Linked DNA regions of Oryza sativa: region 1 is linked to region 2. A link is a contact called in public ChIA-PET data. All regions are on one chromosome and are shown on one strand. Each heading gives the region's core, a stretch centred on a gene start, on an enhancer-like site or on the middle of the called end of the contact. The rest is flanking DNA. Distances are from core to core; before and after follow the strand shown.

Region 1 (4,751 bases), core at 1,903-4,402, 35 kb before region 2:
TTTAGGATTGCTACTGAAACAAGATTTCTTCAGCACCAGCTTAGCATATCACAGGGTGAAGTAGTAGGAACTATAGTACTAACCTGGTTCATTAGTTCTACAACATCTTGGAAGGTGAGAAGAAGGGTGTTAGTGGAATCAGCTGCTGCAGAGTTCATTAGAACATGATTCACCAGAAAAATTCCAGTAAAAATAAATAATACTGAAAACAAGTGATCATGAAATAAGGCACCAACAGCAAAGGCAGATCTTTTCTGACCCTGAAAAGAGATTATTTGATTAGCAAACATGGATACAAGCTGAAAAAAAAAGACAACCAAAAGCATAAGACACAAAGGGCAATGAAATGTAGCTGGTTTTGCTGTCAAACTCACTAATGCTATCCATTTTTATACACTTTAGGTAATATATATATCATATACTAGCAAACCTAAGGCAAAGACCTCATGAACACTAGACACTTACCATTAGTGAACCAAAATATGTACACGCGAAAGTAAAAAAGAAAACAAATAGAAATAGGCCACAGTTTTAGGGAACAAACATTTACTCAAGGAACATTCTAGATTTGTGCTTGTCAATCAGAAATAGTATTCCGCATGTGGCACAATAGCTTATTAAATACTATAGTTTCATTGGCCATAATTGTTAGTTAAGCTCCAAACTGGATTAAGTGAGAACAAATTCTTTCACTAACTAACGATGAGCATGCCTAACATAATGCTGCAATTCGCTAGAAGATGTATCTTGGTGTTTTGAAATTAAGTCAATGAACATCACTTCAACTCTGCGCAAACAATTGAAATAGGACAAACCATATCTTTTTCAGTTGGATACAGCGTACCCACAAACCACTGGATCTATTAGAACAAAAACATTCTCCACTACATCCGATATTAGACTGGTATAACTAGTCTAATATAGTGACCCTTGCTATCAGTTTGGAATTTCTGAACTGTTCGAAACACTAGCAAAGCTAGCAACATGTGTCATTGTGTGGTGTAAATAATTGTGGCATGCCATTGACCATTGTCCACCAAATGCCCAAACCCCCCTCACCCCAAATGCATCAAATCAAATATAATTCTAACTATGTAATGGGCACAAAGAAGCATCATAATTTACCTGAACAACTGATGAATGGATGTAAAAGTTGTGTGCCATTACGTTTGCACCAAGAAGAGCCATCAGAGAATAAGCACTTTCACCACTGAGCTTGGGGAAAATTACATTCGTTGTCAGAGGAATTTGTGGTTGGCTGACCAATAAACCAAGAACGTAGCAAAGAAGCGCAAAGCCTGCAATGCAAGCATTTAATGTCCCCACCATCTTCTTTCCCTAGAATAGGTATATGAAAGTAATTGACAAATATTAACTCCAAATCAGATTACAATATAGGTTTGAAGTTTTCTATATGAGATAATCTTCTTCTTTACCAGGTGTGATATAGCATATGGTAGCAGATTAGGAACAACGGTTGCAAAACATATCCCAGTGATGAGATCATCATATTCAAATAGAAGATTGAATCCAAGTGCTATCCCAAAAATCTGAAATTGCCAGATATTACAATCAGAACAAAGCATGTGCAAAACATGCAGCATTTATGGCTGAAATTTCTCAGGCTCAGATCTCATATTAAATATCGAAAAGAGAAGAGGCTGAAAATACCATCGTCAATTCTGATGTCAACAAGGACAATCCTGCTTGAACACCCAGAAAGATGCATGTTGGCCTGCTGTATTCTTGGTGGCAGATCTTTGTTCCATGTGGAAAACACAAAAATGTCAGCAACCTCGAAAGAATTTCACGAACAAAACGAATAACATAGAAGGATCAAAGCACACTGTTTTACAGGGAAAGTTGGTTTTTCCCCCTCCGCAAAATGGCCAGCTAGAAAGGGAACTTGAGATGAGCAAAAGTTCCTTTTCCACCATTTCCGAAAACAAAACACCTCCTTTCTTTGTTTACTATCACAACATATACACCATAAGGGCACCAAAAAAAAAAGAATAGGATTCTTTTGCACAAGTATAGTTCCAAGTGAACCATCATTTTCTTTATCAACAGGAATTCACATACGAGATTTAGGACCTTCATTATGAAGATGCTTTTCCTACTCATCAGAATTCGCTCAGAGGCTCAATTCAGTATCAAAAACCCATCATCATTTCTACCATTTGCGAAACGACAAACCGATGTCGATCAATTGACTGACGATGATGAGGATGATGATGAATCATTCACCACTACAAAATCAGACAAAACAAAAACATCAGGTGAGAAGCATCTCGAAATACCTCGGCGAGGCTCCTCCCGGTGACCGTGCCAATGCAAGCCGCGAGATACTGGCACAGGATGGCCATGAAGTTGAAGAGGAGGGCCAGCAGCACGAGGTCAAGGCCGAACCGTGACCCTGCCTCCACCGCGGCCACCCATTTCCCGAGGTCAATGTACCCAATCGAGATCAGCAGCGCCGGCCCGAGCGCGTGGAACAGATGTGGCGCGCCGCCGCCGGTGACTCCGCCGCCGCCGCTCGCCGGAGATTCCGAGCTACGTAGCTGCTGCCCATCCATGGCGCCGCAAAAAAAAAAAAAAAGATTTTCTTTTCCTCCTCTCCTAACCCAGCTTAGTCACCGAGCAAGAAGACGAACTGTGTACAGAATCTGATCTCTTCTGCTGAATTCCTTGCCGATGAACTCCACCACCAATCATGGAAATCTGCAGATTAATTATGGATATTAGAGAGAGAGAGAGAGAAAAAAAAGATTTGGATTAGAGCAAAGTGAAAAACTCAACGAACAAGAACAAAAAAAAAATCAATCCAAGAAAGTGAAGCTCATCACCAGCAACCTCAAGAGAGAAAAAAAAAACCCCAATCGAACTCGAGATGGATCTGATCTTCTCCAAGACTACGCCATCGCGGCGAGGCTAAGAACAGCAGAGAGGAGCCAAGAACAAGTAGAAATTGCGGGAGGAAATTGGGGGAAACCGGGGAGGGAATCGCGTGGGGTGAAGTAATGCAAGAATCGTACCTCCTCCTGTTCTTGGGCAGCTAATCCCCGGGGTTAATTAGCGGAAAATCGCAGCTTTTTGCCTCCCCTTTTTCCCCGGGTCCTCCTTATCTACGGGGAGAAGGGGGAGGAGGAGGAGGAGAAGAAGCTAGCAGAGAGCAGCAGAGGCTTTTCTTTCACAGCTTTCAGCTTTCTCTCTTTCTCTCTCCTCTCCCTAGCTCTTTTTCTTCACTATTTTTTTTATTTTTTTTTGTTTTCTTAAAAAAATTTCTGATCTTTTTGTTTATATTATTTGGAAGATTCTGTGCTTACTGTGTAGTGTTGTTCCCCATGTTCAGCAGTGGATGGACTTGGTCCATGCACCAGTCAGTGATAGTCCTACATGCTAGTACTACTCCCTTTGTTTAATGTTAGCATGTTTTCTGAATTGTCAAACCTTATATTTTATATAAAAAGTTTCTACTTACAAGTTTTGTTAATATTAAATATTTTTTTAAAAAAAATACTTTATAATAGTAAGTACTCCACTTAAGTAATTATGCATTAATGGTTATCTTCATTACCCTATTAGAATGAGCTGAGTTCGTTCAACTGAAAAGAAGGAAGCCTAAATGAGAAGTCCCTCTTGGGAATAATGTGACTTTACTTTTATGGCTTCTCAGTCACCAACAATGGATGTAACTAGTACTAATACAACTATCACTTAACAGTGTCTAATTAAGTCAAAGACATGGAAGACTTTCAGCAATTGAAGTATGGTAATGAACTTGCTACCATGTGTGGTGTGGTGTGATGGTGCTCTCCAATAATTCAAAAGGCACTGTTATTAATTAGAAATAAGCAAGGTTGCATAGCAAAGCAACAAGATTATAACATTATCACTTTTTATTGGTACTTTGCCCATGTTGTGCTTTCACTGTTGGAGAGGACTTGAAAGTGTCAACGTGGCCAATCCTTTTAATTTGCAAGCTAGCTTTGAGGTTGACAGTAGTAATGCTGTTTGGCATAGGCTACTTTTCGCATTCCCACGTTTTGGATATGCATTTTTTCTTTATTTTTGGAAGGCATGAGATGAAAGTTTGTATTGTTGTTGTATGAAATTGAATGAAGGATCTTTTTTTCCGTGACATAGTTTTGGGATTTAATGAGTTTGTTAAATATTTTGATCTGAATCTGAAAATTTATTAAGAGCTCAACCGGAAGTCTCACTCAATATTATAAAAAAAGGCAACCTCTGATGATTAATTTGTAGCAGTCATCTCTAACAATTCGTGCAATAATTAGATAAGGTCATTAATGACGGTTTAAACACAATTAATGAAAGTACACTTTACCAAAAAAAATAACCTCTAAACTTTCATGGTTATGAATCTTTTTAGAGATAAGAGAAAATCACTACTGGTTTATGTCTTCAAGCCAAAATATCAATCGGCCGACTTGCAAAACTGTTGAAAATCAATTGAAATGGTTTTTGTAAGACTATTAAAAACTAGATGTCGGGGTTAACTGTTTTAAGCCTCCTTAGCTCTAAAAGAATCATGGCGCCATGCATGATATATATGATTCACAATCAGTCAGAGTTTTCCCCAAAAAAGAATAATCAGCTAGTAATAAATACAATTTTTGAAATAAATATATGAAATTGGCAACAGTGATCAATAAAACTACATTGTACTAATAAAAGCGAGGAAAGGTCGCTGGCTATGGTAGCATTACCTGAGAGAAAAGGTGGTAGCA
Region 2 (5,007 bases), core at 2,009-4,508:
AAAAAAAGAAAAATAGCCCTAATTAAGTGGAATCGATTGATCGATTGGATCCGGTCTCGTACGTGAATACCGAGGCAGATTAAATCAGCCACGCATGCATGCATGCAAATCGCGCGCTTTAATTAATTTTTCTTAGATTAAAAAATAATCGCTGAATCTTTTGGTTGAATAAGCGCTGGCTGGCGTGTCGGCCGCCCTGCCTCCCTCCTCCCAACACCCCCTCCAATTTAATTAATTAATTAAACTGCTGTAAAATGCACTGCACTGCCTTGCTTGCTGCATATATATACGCGTGTTCCTTTAATTTGTTTAACTAATTAATTAACTATGCACTCCCATGTCCTGAAAAAGATAAGTATTTCTAGATTATTTATCAAATTAGGTTAAGGAGAAAAAAAATCCTCATGATCAGTCTTATTTGAAATTTGAATCACTTTGATTCTTCTTCCATGCACCTGATTGGTCAAAAATATATGGATTTGGAATCAGTATAACGAAAATGCTTATATTGCGTATAAACCACGCGTGAATTCTAAAAATCTTTATATTTTGAGCGTGTACAAGCGAACTCTATGTATGTATGCATCATGCTCTTATACATTAATTCTTAATTTGGCATGACTAAGTTAATCATGATGTACGCTGTCAACTGAATAGTTCCGCAATAACGTACGAACTCGCGAGTTTTAATTCGTAAATGTATAGATGACCGATTATATATATACTCCATCTGTTCCATATTGTAAACCGTTTTAACTTTTTTTTTTACTCAAACTTCTTTAAATTTAACAGAATTTATAGAAAAATATAGTAACATTTTTCACATAAAACATACATATTATCAAATATATTCAATATCACGTATAATAAAACTAATTTGGTGTTCTAGATGTTTTTTTTAAGAGACTAATATAATTGGTCAAACATAAGGAAGTTTTATCAGGAAAAATGTTAAAACGACTTATAATATAAAACAACGGAGGCAGCATATATCTAGACAACAAGTGGGGAAGGTACATGCTTCCGAGGAGCCAAGCAGGAAGGGCACAAGTTACCATCATTATCAACTTACAAAAGCTCACTCGCCTTGCAAAGTTGCAATTTGCAGTGACACTTGACAAACAAGTGCAACTTTCTTTTTCGGTGTATGGATATATATGGATGTGGCAATGTTAACTCGATCCTCACTCAAGGCCAACCAGCTAATTGCTTGGGAGAGGTTCTGCTCGCAGCTGTGTTTAGTCGACAGCATGAATGAGGGCAGTGGTGGAATACATGATGGTTTAAGAGAATTTAAACTTGATTATGAAGGCAAGCCTAGGTATACTCGGCCCTGTTTTTTTCTCCAACAAAAGTTGAATAAACTTTTGGATACTCGTGGCACGCTTTTCAAACTGCTAAACAGTGTGTTTCGTGTGAAAACTTTCTATATGAAAGTTATTCCAAAATATCAGATTAATACATTTTCAAGTTTGTAATAATGAAAACTTAATTAATCACACGTTATTACCATCTCGTTTTACGTGAAACACTTAATATGTATCTTTATCTTCATCTTCAGGAGATTCAAACACCAAGTCACTTTAAGCTTTGCCTCCGCTTTGCATGAGAGCACATTAAATAAAAAAAAGAATCTTGTTACAAATGCCGCCGTCCACAAGATATATATAGTACATGATCTTGATATATGTAATACTCTCTCCATCCCATATTGCTTGATGTTTTGTCTCCTAACACTAGTCCCTAAATACTTGACGTTTTGGCAATGAAGTAGTACTATTATTGCTTGCATAATTAATAAGTGGCACTAATTAACTTTATGCTTAAATATTCTTGTGTGACTTGTGTGGCTGGCGCTAGCGCTAATTGTGCTAATTTCCTGATTGAAATGACTACTGCAACTAGTACTAGTAATAATTTGGGGTAACCTAGTAATTTTCATCTTCTGCTAATGTAGCTCACCAATCTTAAAACAACCAGCATATTGGCACAGAGGAGGGAGTATGTATTACTAATATGTTTTTGCTGATAAAATGACATAAGAACTAACTGGGTAGGGGGACGGATCTGAAGACGTATGCGAAGGCGAGAAGGTAGCGGTTGCTACGAAATCTTGATTACAAGCATAAATATATAAAGCATAAATATATAAAAAAATATATGAATAGTAGTGAGATATGGTCATATGGATCATGTGAGTGAGTAAAAATAATAGAGGAGAAATCACAAGATCAATATGTTATGACTTATTGAATCCAATATGAAAAATAACATGAATTTTAAAAACAATGTGTTTGAATCTTATGTGTGGAATATAGGGAAATAAAAATTTCGAAATCGATTCACTATTATAGCTAGAGAGAAGGGAGAAAGAGAGGGTTTGCATATTGTGGAATACACAAAAGGAATTTGTAAGCATGCTAGAATATCTCTCTAAAATGTGGATTGATTTTTCCTAACTCACAAAAATCATTTGAAACAATTGATTCTACAATCTATAGAAGACCTCACATAGGAATTTACGTACCCCACAAGAAAAAAATCCACATTATCCTACCAACTCTATTTTGTCGTTTTAGAAATTCATTCGTATATATGTTCTTGAGGAAAATCCATTCGTATATACTATAGTTTCTTCTATCGTACCAAAAAAATTTCATCAATTATGTAGCAAGTACACCTTTGACTACCAATACACCAGGTCAGTACTTTTTTTTTTGCCAGTAGTATACTAATTTTTTGCTCGCCTCTCCCAAATTAAGTACCTGAAGAAAAGATAATACATATGTGTGATGGTATAATAGCCAATTAGATATATGGGGTATCTTGATTCTTGATCAAAGCACAAATGTTAAACTCCACCACATGAAAAATCAGGTTAGCTTTGAACATGATTTTTTTGTGAGATTGTAGATATGTCGTTGATTTTTGTATAGAGCATATGTTAGGAGACGTATTTTGAGAGTGTTAGTGTGGTGTTATGCGTGTAGTGGTGTTATCAGTTGTGTAATCGTAATAAAAAAATACATTAGAGAAAAGAAAGGAAAAGACATTTTTTTTTCATTTCGGTAGAGAAATATACGAGGAAAAACCGGTGAGAAGTGAGATCATGAAACCACTTATATTGGGCCTTCATCATTCCATCCACCAAATTGGGCCCATGTCCACATACACGGTCGAAAGCCCATTTAGGCCCAGCCAATCAATACCGTCTCAGAGACAACATACCCAGCCCAGCCGAAAGCCTGAAAGAGAGCACCAGACGCGAGCCGACGGATTTTCCCAGAATGGCGCACGCGCGCGCCCAGGCGATCCGCGCGCTGCTCGCCAGGTGCTCGACGGAATGCCCCCGCCGCGCCGCCGCCTCGTCCTGCATCCGCCGCGCTTCTCTCCCTTATTGTTCCCCAGGTTCCTATCCCCGGAGCCTCCTCCCTGCGGTGCGCGCGGCTGGCGCGGATTGGACGCGCTCTCTCGCGAGCAGGGCGCAGGGCGGCGCTGGCGCAGGCGAGGCCGGCGCCGAGGAGGGTGAGGCGCAGGAGTGGATGGCGGAGTGGGAGGAGGAGGAGGAGGAGGAGGAAGATGTCGAGCCCGAGGTTTGGTTGTTCGTCTCCGCAACCGCAACTCCTCCGCGTGGAGCACGCCCAGTGCCCGCTCTGTTCGGCGTTGTTCGTGACTGTTACCTTGGTGCGTTTTCAGATCGGTGACGGTGGCGACGGCGGTGGGGTCGCCCTGAGGGGCGTCGAGTGGGGGAAGCGCGCTCTGGCGGCGGCCGAGGAGGTTCTTGGCGAGCACTTCGGCGACGACGTTGCGATGTTCGCCTTCAAGGTGTCGCCCAAGGGATACGTCTACGTCAGGCTTGACAAGCTCACCAACAGGTGAGGAAAACTTGGCACTTGTACTAGTTTGAAGCGTTGCTTCATCTGAACATTTCATTTAAACACTTCACTCAGTACTGGAACATGGAGAAACTGGAGAGTGTGTGTGTGCGCGCGCGCGCGCATGAATCAATGAATCATGAGTAGACTCTGTTTGTTCTTATTGTGTCATGTAGCATCTGTCTGAATTCTGATACATATGCAACATCCCGAGTCACACACTTCTCACATTGAGCTCTTCAAAGATCCTTGTTTAGTTTGTTTCCTATAGGTTACCCCTGATCCTGAAGAGTTCCAACATTTTGGGGTTGTTTTAGGGAGATCAATTTGTATGTGCCTTGTAGGCCCGTCTCATTGCTCCCATTAGTTAATGCCTGGAAAATGCCATGTCAAATTGGCCATGATTTTAGTTTGAACCGTTGGTTGATCTCATCTGAACATTGCAACACCGCACTTAGCACTTGCACATGGAGACACTGGAGTGTGTGTGCATGAATCATAAGTGGACACCATGTATTGTTATTGTGTCATGTAATGCATCGGTCTGATTTGTGAGACATATGCACTATCCAGAGTCACATAAATCTCACATCAAACTCTTCAGAGTTATTGCTTGATTTGTCTCCTATAGGATGCCCTGGTCCCTGAAGAATTCTGATGTTCATGCACTTTATTGGCTCATCTCATCACTCTCACATTAGTTAATTAATTAATGCCTGAAAAATACCATGTCAAATTGCCTATCATTTTAGGAGTAGCATGCTTTCCATTCTTCAGTGGTTCATTGTATATCACATGCTAGTTCACAGCATGATTGGATCATATCTCCTTTTTGGGCCATGCCATATTGCATCGCAATTCTGGAACCTCCAGATACCACCAGAAATGTCCTTATCATCTGACCTGATCTTGATAACCAATGATATGACAATTATGCTCCTTTCCCTTTTCTTTGTCTTGAAATTCGACAGATATGGGTGCCCTGGTATCGAGGAAATCGAGAGTTTTAATAAACTCTACAAGCAGAAACTGGACGAGCTAATCGAACAAGGCGAAATACCGCTGGACCTGGCAATTGAGGCAAGTCACCCAATCAAATTTCTTACTCAATTGCTGATTAGTTCCATCTGCA

What was found. ChIA-PET counts read pairs in DNA pulled down with a chosen protein or histone mark.
Region 1: a contact with region 2 is called in an H3K9ac ChIA-PET map of seedling, with 7 times the contacts expected there. The contact joins the promoter of LOC4342431 here to the promoter of LOC4342430 in region 2. A contact is called at or near these places in 4 of 4 datasets of contacts at active chromatin or transcription factors (leaf and seedling).

Annotation. Positions count from the first base shown.
Region 1 is chr7:2,997,582-3,002,332 of ASM3414082v1, reverse strand. LOC4342431 (protein ETHYLENE-INSENSITIVE 2-like) reads right to left here and starts at 3,152. Exons shown (of 8, transcript NM_001421970.1): 1 at 3,036-3,152; 2 at 2,301-2,721; 3 at 1,672-1,758; 4 at 1,437-1,550; 5 at 1,126-1,338; 6 at 84-260. The coding sequence starts at 2,576.
Region 2 is chr7:2,962,434-2,967,440 of ASM3414082v1, reverse strand. It overlaps LOC4342430, which reads left to right and starts at 3,258. Exons shown (of 4, transcript XM_015791901.3): 1 at 3,258-3,593; 2 at 3,697-3,875; 3 at 4,847-4,955. The coding sequence starts at 3,288.